Linked DNA regions of Mus musculus: region 2 is linked to region 1. A link is a contact called in public Hi-C data. All regions are on one chromosome and are shown on one strand. The core of a region is the stretch at or near the end of the contact, and the rest is flanking DNA. Distances in the headings are between cores, read along the strand shown.

Region 1 (6,536 bases), core at 225-2,724:
ATCCAGTAGACTAACCATCACAAGCTACAATCCCTTCCGCAACAGCAACTTTCCCCCCAAGGCTGTACAAATAGCCTGTCTATAGCTGTCTCCCGACCAACACCCACACCCCCAGTACTCATACATGTTAAGTTTTAAAGTTCAGGCTAAGAATAGGTTTGCAGTTCACGTTGGATGGCAAAGAAAATGCTGTAAACCAGGCAGCAGTGGGCAGTCCAGACAGTGCTTGCAGGGAGAGCTGCGCCTATGCCCGCTTGAGTGTATTCTCTTGTTTCCCTCGGCTTCTTAGGATGAGGTTCTTTGTAAGTTCTAAGCGTGGGCCAGTTAGTAACACAAACCAGGCCACCAGATGATGCGGTTCGGCAGGCTGGTTGCCAGGACAAGTAAGTTCATGATAAGTTTTCTCGGGGAGAGGGTCACTGGTGATGTCACCACCCAGCACCAGGTGCTACATTGTATCAACAATCTACCAAACTGGAACTAGGCGGGTTGACCGTTTTTCTCCTAAACTCTGTTTGATCTCCACCTCCTGTTATATCCTCTATTGAATACAGCTCACAGCATAGCCCCTTGTAGCCGACTTGTTACATATACTCCAAAATATAGTAACTTTGTATTTATATAAATATGTAACTGACGTTCCATTAAACATACTATGTTAACGTTATGTTATAGTTTTTGTGCACACTTTCCCACCTGTCTTCTACCTAAGTTGCCCAGGCTAGCCTTGGAACCCTAAGGCCTGTGCTGGCTCCTTTTAGATTGCATAGTACAAAGTAACAGCAGGGCCCCCAAGCTCTGGTCATCAGAGATACATTTTCCATTTCCCCAGCAGCATCTGTATTTGCTGGTCAATTGCTGCTCAGGAGGGAGCCAGGGTAGGGTATCTTCTGCGAGACAGATTACTCAGACCACGCAACAGAGGAAGGGCCCTGGGATGCTGAACGCCTGGACTAACTGCATCCGGTCCCATCCTCCCAGGAAGGCCAGGCCGTGTCCATGCCGGGCACGCATGGCTGACGCAAGCCGGGCCTCGGGCGCGCGCACCCTCATTCATTCCCTCCATTCATTCTGCAGACGGCGGCCGCGCACACTTAGCGATCGCCCGCCCGCGAGATCCCCGGTGCCTGTGGACACAGGACTTGGGGACGAAGGTCGGGCGGTGCCCGCTGAGCGGCAGCGAGCGACCGAGAAGCAGCACCCGCCTTTCCCGCCCACGAGGCCCCTGGCTAGGCCGCCGCCCGCGTAACGCGCGGCCTCCCGCAGCCAGCGCATGCGCGTGGCAGCCCGCGCTCAGCGCCGGCTCCCGCGGGCCCTTCACGGTCCGCGTGCGTGCGCGTCCCCGCTCGGCCGGCCCACGTGACCCGCCGCCCCTCTCCCGCCCTGGGCGCTCCGAGGGCCCCCGGCCGAGTCGGACGGCTCCAGCGGACGTGCGCGTGCACGCGCGCCGCGTGGTTGGGCGCGGCGCCGTTGCTCCGCCCTCTCCCGGCTCCTCCCCCCCTCCGCGCGCCGGCGTCCGCTGCGTCTCCGGCATTTGAATCGCGCTTCCGCCATCTTTCCAGCTCCAGTCGGACAGGCGCGGAGACTCTTCTGGAAGGTAGCGTCGAGGCCGGGAGGGTGCGGGCGCGGGCGCGGGCGGTGACCGGAGGGTTTGGGTGTCCTTCGGGTGGGCGCGGGGCGGCGCTGGCGACGAGGCGAGGCGAGGCGGACGGGCAGCGCCCTGGGCTTTTTCAGCCCGCTTCCCTTCCCCCCACCGTCTCACGCCGCGTCCCCGCCTTCCCGCGCGCTCTTCCCGGCCGCGGCCTTTGTGGGGCGCACGTGCCGCAGCCGCTCTCTCTCCCCGCAGGATCCGCCGCGATGGCCGCCCAGGGAGAGCCGCAGGTCCAGTTCAAGGTGCGTGTGCGGCCGCACGGGGGCCCTCGGAGGGCGAGCGAGCGGGGAGGTCGGGAGGGGACGGCATGGCGGGGACCGCTCACGCCGCCGCCTCGTCTCTTGAATCTAGCTCGTCCTGGTGGGCGACGGCGGCACCGGGAAGACAACCTTCGTGAAGCGCCACTTGACGGGCGAGTTTGAGAAGAAGTATGTAGGTAGGTGCGGCCGGGGGTGCTTCACGGCAGCGAGGCCTCCGGGGGAAGGCGGCGGGCAGTGCACGGCTGACCCCTTCTGCCGCCCTGTTCCCCGCAGCCACCCTGGGCGTGGAGGTGCACCCGCTCGTCTTCCATACCAACAGAGGACCCATCAAGTTCAACGTGTGGGACACGGCCGGCCAGGAGAAGTTCGGGGGCCTGCGCGATGGCTACTACATCCAAGGTGAGGGGGGCCTTGCGGAAGTGGGCCCAGGCCCTCGGACATGTGCTTGGGGTATGAGCCGGAGAGCCAGCCGTTGCCGGGTGACTAAGGAGAGGGGACAGAAATCTCTTGGAGGGAGGCGACCTGGTTGGAGTGGATAGGAGATTTTTTTTTTCTTTTATAAGAATCGTCCGTGGTGTCGTTTGATCATATGCTGTGTCATGCTAGGCATTGATTTGGGGCAAACTGTGTGGCTTCAGAACTTAGTAGGAGACTAAGCTATTGGGAAAGCTCCCGGGTCACTTTTTGGTTTTCGAAACTTGAATTAAGGGCTACACGCAGTAGCTTACCCGTGATTATTCCCATCATTAAAATAAGTAGTGAGCATTTGCCCCAAGATACTAAACCTCTAGCCCCTCCTGGAGCCAGGCCCTCTCTCACACGTGAAACCTGCCGCCTCATGGAAACTGTACTTTTACTTTTCTCCTTGAAAGTAATCGAAAAAGCTTAGTGGGGAAAGAGTCTGTTGGTGTTTAAAGACGAATGAATATCCTTGTGATCTTACTAGCATGATGAGAAAATTCGTTCTTTGGCTTCTTCGCATGTAAAGGCAAAGGGGTGTTTATAACCGGGGTTAACTTTTTAACCAAAAAAATGGGGATGCTCACGTGCTTCCTCTTAAACTGTATCCTCACCATCCCTGCAGGGTAGGTTATAGAAACCTGGGCTCAGATTTTAGAAGACTGGTGTTTGAACTTTGATGAACTTTGATGGGCCAGCAGTTGGTAGTTAGTGATTAGGTGCCTTGAGGAGAAGAAGGTAGTTGATAGAGTGAATTGGTCTTGACTTTTGGAGTTTTCATTTGAAGAGGAATTGGAGTCAGTGTGCCATGTTTTACCATCTAACTTTTTAGTGGGGGACAGGGAGGACTTTTGAATGGAGTGGGTTGATGGGTGATCCAGAGTCAGGCCCAAGATGATGACTGAGTCCTGCAGTAGACTAAGACACTCTACTGTCTCCAATGTTTTTCAGCCCAGTGTGCCATTATAATGTTTGATGTAACCTCAAGAGTTACTTACAAGAATGTACCTAACTGGCATAGAGATCTGGTACGAGTGTGTGAAAACATCCCCATTGTATTGTGTGGCAACAAAGTGGATATTAAAGACAGGAAAGTGAAGGCAAAATCTATTGTCTTCCACCGGAAGAAGAATCTTCAGGTACGTTCTAATTTCTCGGTTCATTCTTAGAGAAGATTGTATATAAGGTACCCGTATATGTTCTATATTAAAAATTGGTCAGAGGGTTTTAATGTGGATTATAAAATGTCTTTGTTTAGAATGTCCTGGAATGGAGATTATTAATAGAATCATTAAGCATACATTCCTTTTTCTTTTAAAACAGTACTATGACATTTCTGCCAAAAGTAACTACAACTTTGAAAAGCCTTTCCTCTGGCTTGCCAGAAAGCTCATTGGAGATCCTAACTTGGAGTTTGTTGCCATGCCTGCTCTTGCCCCACCTGAGGTGGTCATGGACCCAGCTTTGGCAGCACAGTACGAGCATGATTTAGAGGTATTTGTTCTTTTTTTACAGTGTTTTGTTTTCGTGTGTGTGTGTGCACTTTGCCTAGTTTCTGCAGAGGTTGGCATTGGATCTGCCCAGACATGTGGGGTGCTAGGAATCAAGCTCCGGTCATTAGAAGAGCTGGCTGTGCGCACTTAACCAGTCCTGGTGGTGCTCGGCCTGACTTGGTAATGGTAGTTCTGATCTGCACTGTTTTGTTTTTGTTTGTTGCTCCAGGTTGCTCAGACGACTGCTCTCCCAGATGAGGATGATGACCTGTGAGAAAGTGAAGCTGGAGCCCTGCGTCAGAAGTCTAGTTTTATAGGCAACTGTCCTGTGATGTCAGCGGTGCAGCGCGTGTGCCACCTTATTTAGCTAAGCAGATCGTGTACTTCATTGGGATGCTGAAGGAGATGAATGGGCTTCGAGTGAATGTGGCAGTTAAACATACCTTCATTTTTTGGACTTGCATATTTAGCTGTTTGGAACAGAGTTGTTTCCTTTCTGAATTTCAAAGATAAGACTGCTGCAGTCCCATCGCAATATCCAGTGGGGAAATCTTGTTTGTTACTGTCATTCCCATTCTTTTCGTTTAGAATCAGAATAAAGTTGTATTTCAAATAATCTAAACAAGTGAATCATCCCTTGCTTATTAAAGCCACTAACACGAGGGAGCTTGTGCCATATTATAGTTTAAAATGCTTCTGCTATTACCTGAGGTCTATTCAGTTATGTTCTCCTTGTGCCTACCTTCATAAACATTTAGATTGTCTGTGACTCAGCTAGGATGATATCTGCCCTACCTGCATTTAGCCAGGTAGTTTAACCTAAGAGAAGACCTTGTGTAAAACTAAAGATTTAAGTATGTACGCATCAGATGTTTAAGGATTGCAGTTGACAATTTCTGTAACCTAGGCCTTCAGAAGTTAGAACTGCAGTTGACGGACGGAAGCTTGAGGGTTTTCTGAGATGGACTACATTTCTTCATTTCCATGTCTAATGTTGGTTCTCTAAGATGTCCTCTGCTTTCAAATATTGGCTCCTATATTGAGTGGTAGTCTCAGGAGGTAGAGGCAGGAGGATCTCTTGAGTTTGCCCCCAACCTTAGTCTACAGAGCAAGTTCCAGGACTGAGAGACCTGTCTCAAAAAATTCATGGTAGGCTGTTACAGTATTACAGCAGCTGATCTTTTTTTTCTCCCACGGGGTTTATATAGGTTGTGCAGGAGAGGAAATGCTAGGGCTACTGCCACTGAGGAGTAGGGTGGGCTTCTCTGATGTGATAGTGTTAGTTGAGACTTAGGTGTGTGATCCCGGCACAACTGTGTTGCTCAGATGTATTTACAGCAAGCCATTCCGTGTGCTCTGCTGGTCCAGTCTACCAAAGTTCCTAGAAGGGTGGATACCTTCACATAGTTGTTGGTGTTTGTTTTGTTTTGTTTTTTTCTCCCCAAAGAAGGTAGATGACTTAAATACAGTGGGGAAGGTGGAAGGAACTCATACTGTGCATTCTAGCTTCAGCAGACTGATTGCAAGACTCAAATTTGATGTATGTGCTATGCTATGATCAGGTGAAGACCCTCTCCCCTGACTGGGATGAAACCTCATTTAGATGTCTTGAATTAATACATTGTGTGTAAACCTGGTATAGAATGTAGAACCTTTATGACTTTCTGATTTTTGTAACAGTTAAATGTGGGAGCTGCTTACGTGTGTTTAACCAGAGTGCAGAGATTTACATTATTTATTGGAAGAACTTAAATATATATCATTTCTGCTTTGCCTCAGTTTTCTGAGTCATCTCTAGTATTTGCTGTAGGAGTTGTGAATAACATTTTTTTTTTAAGATTTGAAGTTTGATCTGCCAAATAGCGAGTTCTCTCCAGTTTTTACAAGTAGGGGAAATCTCCCCCCTCCCTTAAAAAAGCATCCTTGAATAGATGGCTCCTTACTAATCATTTATTACCCAGCAGTTATGGCTGATTGAAGCAGTGTCACCAACAGAGAAGCTGGGGTCTGGCATTTGAGAAACAGCTTTATTCTGTGGGCTTTGGATTTAAAAAAATTTTTTTTATGTATAGGATACACTAGCTGTCTTCAGACACACCAGAAGAGGGCATCTGATCCTATTACAGATGGTTATGAGCCACCATGTGGTTGCTGGGAATTGAACTCTAGAAGAGCAGTCAGTGCACTTATCAGTTGAGCTATCTCTAGCCCCCATTTTTTTGTTTTTAATCAGTTTATAACCTGATTGAAACCCTCACTTCCTCTCACGTCAGAGAAGGTGAAGGCCCCCCACCCCCTTAAGCACCAACCCTCCCTGCTACATAGAGTCAGGACTAAGCACATCTCCCACTGGCCGGACAAAGCAGCCCAGCTAGGGGATAGTGATCCAAGGGCAGACAAGACTCAATCCCCCCTCCAATTGTTAGGGAATTCACATGAAGACCCAAGATACGCAATTGTTAGCAATTGTTACATATGTGTAAGGGGCCTAGGTCCAGCCCACACATGCTCTGGTTGGTGGTTCAGTCTCTCTGAGTCCCCATGGGCCCAGGTTAGTTTACTTTAGGTCTGAGATGATCCCTTCAGCTCCCTCAGCCACTTGCCTAAGACTCCCCTAGCTCCACCTGCTGTTTGACTGTGGGTCTCTGCATGTTTCCATCGTTGCTAGATGAA
Region 2 (6,773 bases), core at 3,937-6,436, 9.6 Mb after region 1:
TGTACAGTCTTCTAAGCAGAAGTCAGGAGTATCATCCACACGTTCACATTTTCCCTGTGTCATGAGATTTGAGAATGTACTACACAGAGGGAAAAAATGTTTTTTTCTCTGGTACTATGAGTCGGAGAAGTAAATGCTCTATGCTCCTGATGACAGATTAGTATGAGAAAAAAAAATTGCTTCTGATCTTATTGGAAAATTAATCATCATAGTGAAAATCATCTGAAATAACAAACAGTGTAAGGATGCTGTTATACACTGTCCTAAATGCTAATTAAAACTCAACAAACATTACAAATAAGAATGGCACTTCAGCCCTACTAAGCGGTGTGACATAATATAAGTGCTGCATAGCATGCCCTGTGCTTACCATAGGGACTTAAAACAAAAATGACAGCAGTATATCTCAGGTAGTGGCCATTACATTTAGCAAAAGTATCCACAGTTATGACTAGACAGTGTAAGCGTGCCAGTGTATAGTGGGTAACGAGGAACAAGGAGCCAGTAGACATCTGAGGACATGCAGGACTAAAACCTAGCTATGTTCCTATCTTTTATGCTTTAAAATAAATTAAAAGCTGCCACCTCTAGTTCGGGGCGGGGGTGGGGTGGGGAGTTCATAGCAGTGAGCTAAGATGTGTGAAGTTCCAAGTTTGACACAATTCTTTAAGTCCTACAATGAAAAAGACATCAAGTAAAAAAGAAAGTTAAAATTGATTGAAAATGGGAACTTCTTGGGTCAGGCTGAGGAACAGAAGTTGTCTAGAGGTGACCGAAGAGCGAGAAGATCATGGCAACAAAAGACAGACTTTATTCTGAACAGAGGAGAAGAATCCTGGGAAAAGAGGAGACTTGAAGTTGAAAATGCAGTGAGATAGACAGACAGGGCAGTGAGATAGACAGACAGGGCAGTGAGGTAGACAGACAGGGCAGTGAGATACACAGACAGGGCAGTGAGATACACAGGCAGGGCAGTGAGACAGACAGAGAGGTGAGAGAGATAGGCAGGGCAGTGAGATAGACAGACAGGGCAGTGAAACAGACAGACAGGGCAGTGAGAGAGATAGACAGGGCAGTGAGAAGCCAAGATGGCCAGTGGCCTCAGCTCAAGCAACACAGAGTGGAAGGAGGCCAAAGGCCAAAAGTACACCAACAAGTAGGCCATGTAGCCTTGGGAAAAAGAGGCTGACAGTGGCCACCTACACAAGAGGGGACCCAGTGCAATCCATCATGGGTAGGGGAGGGTCTCATAAGGCTCCACCATTCCTTACGAAGTATGAGCAGAATGTAAGTGTTTAATATTCCTTAGTATTGCCTCTGATTAAAGTATCCTTGCAGTCAATAATCCCCCAGCCACACTCACGCTAGCAACCCTACTGAAATGCAGTGGGCCATTAAAAATATATAAAATATAAATTAAAAATAATTCAAAAACAAACAAACAAGAAAGAGAAGGTCTTGTTGGGAAGGAATATTCGGTGAGAAGGGACAATGACAAAAGGACAATAGGGTATTAATCAAAGTATACTATGCATACGTATGAAATCGTAAAACAATTTTTTAAAGTTGTATCATTTGTACTAAATGTTAAAGTCATGATACTTTAAAAACTTTTTTTTTTTAATCATTTGGAACAGAACAGAATGTACCCTGTGCCCATTGATGGCCCAACCTGCTGCCCTACGGTCAGTAGGGAACTAACGGCACAAAGAGTTCCAACAGGAGTTGAAGTCCTCTTGCAGGAATGAGACAGGCCACCTGGGTCCCAATTACCAGCCCATCACCCACCCCACAGAGAGAGGGGACCTGGGGCCCAGTGACTCAGTACAGGCTTCTGACCTGTAGACTCCAGAGCCACAAATGATCCCCACCAATTATAGACCCTGGTTCAAAACACTGACCCACACACTCACCATTTCTGGCTTCCAGGACATGGAGCGTCCTCCCTATGGAACTCCCCGCACCAGCACGTCACAGGGTAACAGAGTCTACAGCACAGCCACCTAGACCTCCAGAGTAGAGGAGACTGAGCCTAGGGACGCATCCCAAGATGGCGAGCTTCAGAGTAAAAGGCCCTAGCGAGACTGGGAAAACTTGCCCCCTACTGTTCATCTGCCTGATTCCTCAACCCAGTGCCTTCCATTGTACAGGAGGGGCTGCCTTTGGGGCCCTAAGTAACAGCAGAGTCACCAACCCGTAAATTAATAAAGCCAGCCTAACAGGTACTGTGAGTTGAACACCAATCCTACGTATACATGTCTACATTTTTTCCATGTGACTCATCTTTCAGTTAGAGGAAACCACTACCTATAAAGTACCTACTGCTTTGCCAATATTAACAAAGAGTCATTAAAGTTTGGAATCCTGTCTATCGTAGGGGGTGATAATTATCTACACTAGGTAACAAGCCCCTTCAAAATTTTTTAAATACAATATGATTGGGCTGGTCAGTAATTTAGGCTAGGATCAGGTGGGCTCTTTTTGGTATGTGCACTTACCTGATGGTTGAAGAGGCAGATGAGCTTCAGAGGGTCACCTGACTGTCAACTGCAGCATCTTGATTCTCCTCCTCCCGTGGCCTACTGTGGTCCTCCATTCAGACAGCAGGGATCTGAAAGACGGGTGAATGCTCTCCAGGACCTCTGCAGTGCGGGCGGGCGCCAGACCTGCACTTTCCCATTGACAGCCTCACAAGCAATGCGTCAAGCAGCCAGAATCGAAGGTTTAGGAAACAGAGCTCCTTTCAATGGGACTGTCCTGGTTATGGACAGAGAACTCCTGGCAAGTTGCTGACATTCAAAGCTCACTCTCACTCAGCCTCTGCTTGTAGATGAGGTTTCTGTACCTGTTCCAAGTCAAGGGACTCCCAACAGGTATTAGGCAGCTGGCCTAACTAATTAGACTCTGGGTGATATGAATAAAGGGGACAATAAGAGTAGGAGAAGGGCCTATTGGGGGTGCCTAAGGGGAGCAGGGGTAACTTGATTAAGACACTCTGTATCCATGTATGAAACTGTTAGAGAATCAATAAAAAATACCGCTGTTTGTATTGTGGTAAAGGTGTGTAACCTTTAATGGCTAAGCCAGCTCTCCAGTCCTTAAAAATGAAAAATAAAAAAAAAAAATTAAAAAAAAAAAACTTGGATCCAGGACTTGAACCAAATGCAACCTGACAACCAAAACCAATGGTCACCACTAAACAACAAGTCTCCTCCGGTCATTGATCTGGTCCTTCTCAGTCCTCCATAAAGGACACTTGTTCTAATAGCAGAACCCAAGAAATCAAGGAGCAACAGTCTGTTTCTGACTTCTCATCTCAGGAGAAATCTGCAAACATGGCTAATGCTCCCACAGGCACACCAATTATTATTTTCTTCACTTTTAGTACTTATAGGTCACTTATGATTTCTGTAGATAAATACAAATCACGGTGCATGGAACACCTTACTGTGAAAGTGACCCGAAGACATGATTCTACAAAGCATTTTGTCTTGTTGGAATGTGGAGAAAGATACAGCTAAGTATCCTGAATTTGTTCTTTCCCTTTCACTAAGCAAAGCTGTTCTCAAACACTTGACATTGATCCTGCAATATAACTAATACTTGTAGCACATTGAAAATGTTTCTAGAACCCTGAACTCCCATTCCTAACCCCCAGAAAGACTTAAAATCTCCAAAATTCAAGTTGCAATGAGTCAATGAAATATGAATCGCTATACTGGCCCACTTAGAAATGAATACTCTTTAATGTTCTTCAGGTGTATGCAATGTGAGGGCAGGGCCAAACCCGTGACTTTTTAAACCATCATCTTTTGTTGACTTCTCTGTAAGTCAGTCTTAGGTAATATAAAAATCTTAGGGCTCGAGAACTGGCTCAGTATTTAAGAATACTTGATTCTTAATAAAGCCAGCCTTCCAGAGGACCCAAGTTCAGTTCCCAGATGCCTCACAACTTGTTACAGCAGCTGCAGTGGGTCCAGTGCCCTCTTCTGGCCTCCAAGGTACTGCATGCTAATGGCAAACAATCACACAAATAAACATATTTACATATAAGTAAAATAATCTACTACTTACTAAGTTGTGGTGTTTTGGTCTTTACCTATGTTTTCTAAATAATATCATTTGCTCAACTTGGCAATGAGTTGGTTCTTGATTGAACTGAATTCCAGACATGGCCTACTGTGCATAAAGATGCCCCAAGGATGAGCCCATAAACAACTTAAAATACAATCGAACTTTTGAGGACATTTGTAAACATGACCAGCATTAAAACAAAACTAAACTGTTATGCTCAGATACTTTGGTATGCAAATAGTTAACAAGTATTCCATTTTGTTGCTATATGGTAATATGCATGCTGAAACACATTAACAGAGCATTCATGTAAAACTCAATGACTTTTCCCACAATGTTCAGGAGTCAAATGATTTGTTTTCCTTTCTGTTTTCGTGATGTGTTCACAAACAGAAAAAAAAAAATTTAAAGTTCTTGAGAGTGTACTTTTCTCTAGTACTCTAGAAATTGAAAAAAAAAACTACATTATACAATACTGCATATTTGAAATGTACAATGAATAACAGTTAACATAATGGAAACTGGAAGTTGGTATTTGAGAAAATAGGCAAAAAGGTAAATATAGGGGCAGGGAACGCTTATAAAGAATATGGAGGGGCGGGGCTGGCATTCAGGATTCTGGATTTGAGACTGGATGCCCAACCCTCTATAAAAATTAGAGGAAACCAGCAGGCTCATAAGAAGGAAGGAGAAACTAAGTATCCGGTGGGCCACACTCACTCTCGTAGAAAAAGCCTCACAGACGGAATGGAAAAGAACCCAACACAACACAACCTGCGGGAACCAAGCAGCCTTCTCAGAGTAGCCCAGAGCCCGCTGAAGTCACCGCATCCGGAGGGACAGGACGCCCGGGCTCGAGCAGTCCCACAGCCCCGGGGATCCAGCGCGAGCGCCCGCGAGGCCTGACTGCAGACCCCGTTCCGCAACAGCGCGCCCAGCTCCCGCGCCATCACCTCCGGACACCACCCGCACACTCACCAAGTCCACTTCTGCGAGACGCTGGTGTCCTCCCACCATCGTCCAGCACCCACAGCGTCACTACGCCAACAAAGCTGCGCAGGAGGCTCCTGGGCAGGAACACCGAGCCCAAGATGGCGGCTCCCAGACAAAGGACCGGTGACAGCCAAAGCCCGCCCCCCGCCCTCCCTCTGTGTGTCTGATTGGACACTTCTCAACTCAGTGCCTCCGATTGGACAGGGCTCCGGGTCCAGCCCCTTGAGTGACAGTAGATGGCGCCAACGCACAGCTGTAGGAGCTCAGAATGACAGGTTCTTGGCTGCAGCTAATTTTAAGACAGAGGGTTTCTTGTGAAACTCAGCATATTCCTTATATTCCTATACCTAAAATCACATAAACGTGTGGCGTGATTTTACACACACACAAAGCTTGCTATGTACAGTGTCTGCCTCCATAATTTATAGCGAATAAGCTAGGTCACATGGTTTGCTCAAAAGAATGAGGATCTGGGTTCTATTTCAGGCTTACCTAGAGCCTTTTTTCTGGTACAGCTGTGACGGTCTGGACTTTCCAAAATGTACTAGAAAAGGATTCAAGGCAAAAATTATATACTGTCTTAAGTGTGTGACCTTTTGTGATGAAAATAATTAAGTTTTTTTTTTCCTTTGAGTGATACTGGTGTATATGGGGTTTTTCTTTTAAATTCTTTTAAATATATTTACATCATTTCTTTCTTTCCTTTCCTCTCTCCAACTCTTACCATGTCTTCTTCCTCCAAACCCTTTCATATCCCCTCCCTCTCTCCATCTCAAATTCATGGTCTTTTCTATATTAACCTGATGAGTTATTTTTACCATTTCCTCTATGTTTATAATTTCGGGGCCGGTCACTTGATTTTGAACAACAAAGGTGCACACCATGACCAAGACAATTCTTATAAAAGAAAGCATTTAACTGGGAGGGGGGATAGGAGGGGCTGCTGACAGTTTCAGAGGTTAGTCTGTTATTATTGTTATCACAGTTGTGGGGAGCATGGTGAAGTACCTGGTGCTGAAGTGGTAGCTGAGAGCTACATCCTGATCCACACGTGGAAAGGAGGAGAAAGAGCCTGGACTTGGTATCTCTTCACAGAAATAAAACAGACTTCTGTTTGAATGACTTAGCAAACTCACAAAGCTCCTTTGTAGTGTAGCATACTTCCTCGAGGACTATACTTTCTACCTCCCCTCTAGGGGCCTGCTTTGCCTTGAGTCTGCTTATAGGTCTAGAGGCAACTATTGGTGAGCCTTGAGTATTGTCATGACATCAGTATTGTCTTGCCTGGTATTTTCTTTAGAGAAAATCACTGCTGGTTTACCGAACAATGAAGGGCGTGTTATCCAACCTTATGTGACTGTAATACAAATTACATAAGCAAACGGTCATGTGCTATTTCAAGTGTTTTAAAAGCAGACTCGGGCAGCAAGAAGGCCCTCCTCCCTGTTCTCCTCCCCAAACTCCCTGTCCTGAGTCAGGCTGACTTGCCAGCTCTGTAACAAGGAGAGCAAAAAAGACAAAACAAAGCAAAACAAAACACAAGCATGCTAGACTATTGAGCACAGTGCATCAATAGCAACCGCTAAAAGATAAACCACTTTCAACAAACATTACTATTGTTCATACTGTGGTAAAAATCCCTGCATTAGGAAGGAGAAGCCAGGAAAAGATTCATGGTGGAAAAGATTATAATCAGGAACCCCAGG

Evidence for each region. Hi-C and Micro-C count contacts between places; a contact is called where the count stands out from the background.
Region 2: a contact with region 1 is called in a Hi-C map of CD4 T cells, with 6 times the contacts expected there. The contact joins the promoter of Zfp68 here to the promoter of Ran in region 1. A contact is called at or near these places in 1 of 484 Hi-C or Micro-C datasets (CD4 T cells) and 1 of 9 other capture datasets (pancreatic islet).

The regions. Positions count from the first base shown.
Region 1 is chr5:129,018,682-129,025,217 of GRCm38.p6, forward strand. It overlaps Ran (RAN, member RAS oncogene family), which reads left to right and starts at 1,475. Exons shown (of 7, transcript NM_009391.3): 1 at 1,475-1,597; 2 at 1,847-1,893; 3 at 2,003-2,087; 4 at 2,185-2,310; 5 at 3,322-3,509; 6 at 3,694-3,864; 7 at 4,093-5,640. The coding sequence starts at 1,858. The coding sequence ends at 4,137.
Region 2 is chr5:138,614,557-138,621,329 of GRCm38.p6, forward strand. Zfp68 (zinc finger protein 68) reads right to left here and starts at 5,187. Exons shown (of 6, transcript NM_013844.2): 1 at 5,053-5,187; 2 at 2,499-2,611; 3 at 1,914-2,009. The coding sequence starts at 1,934.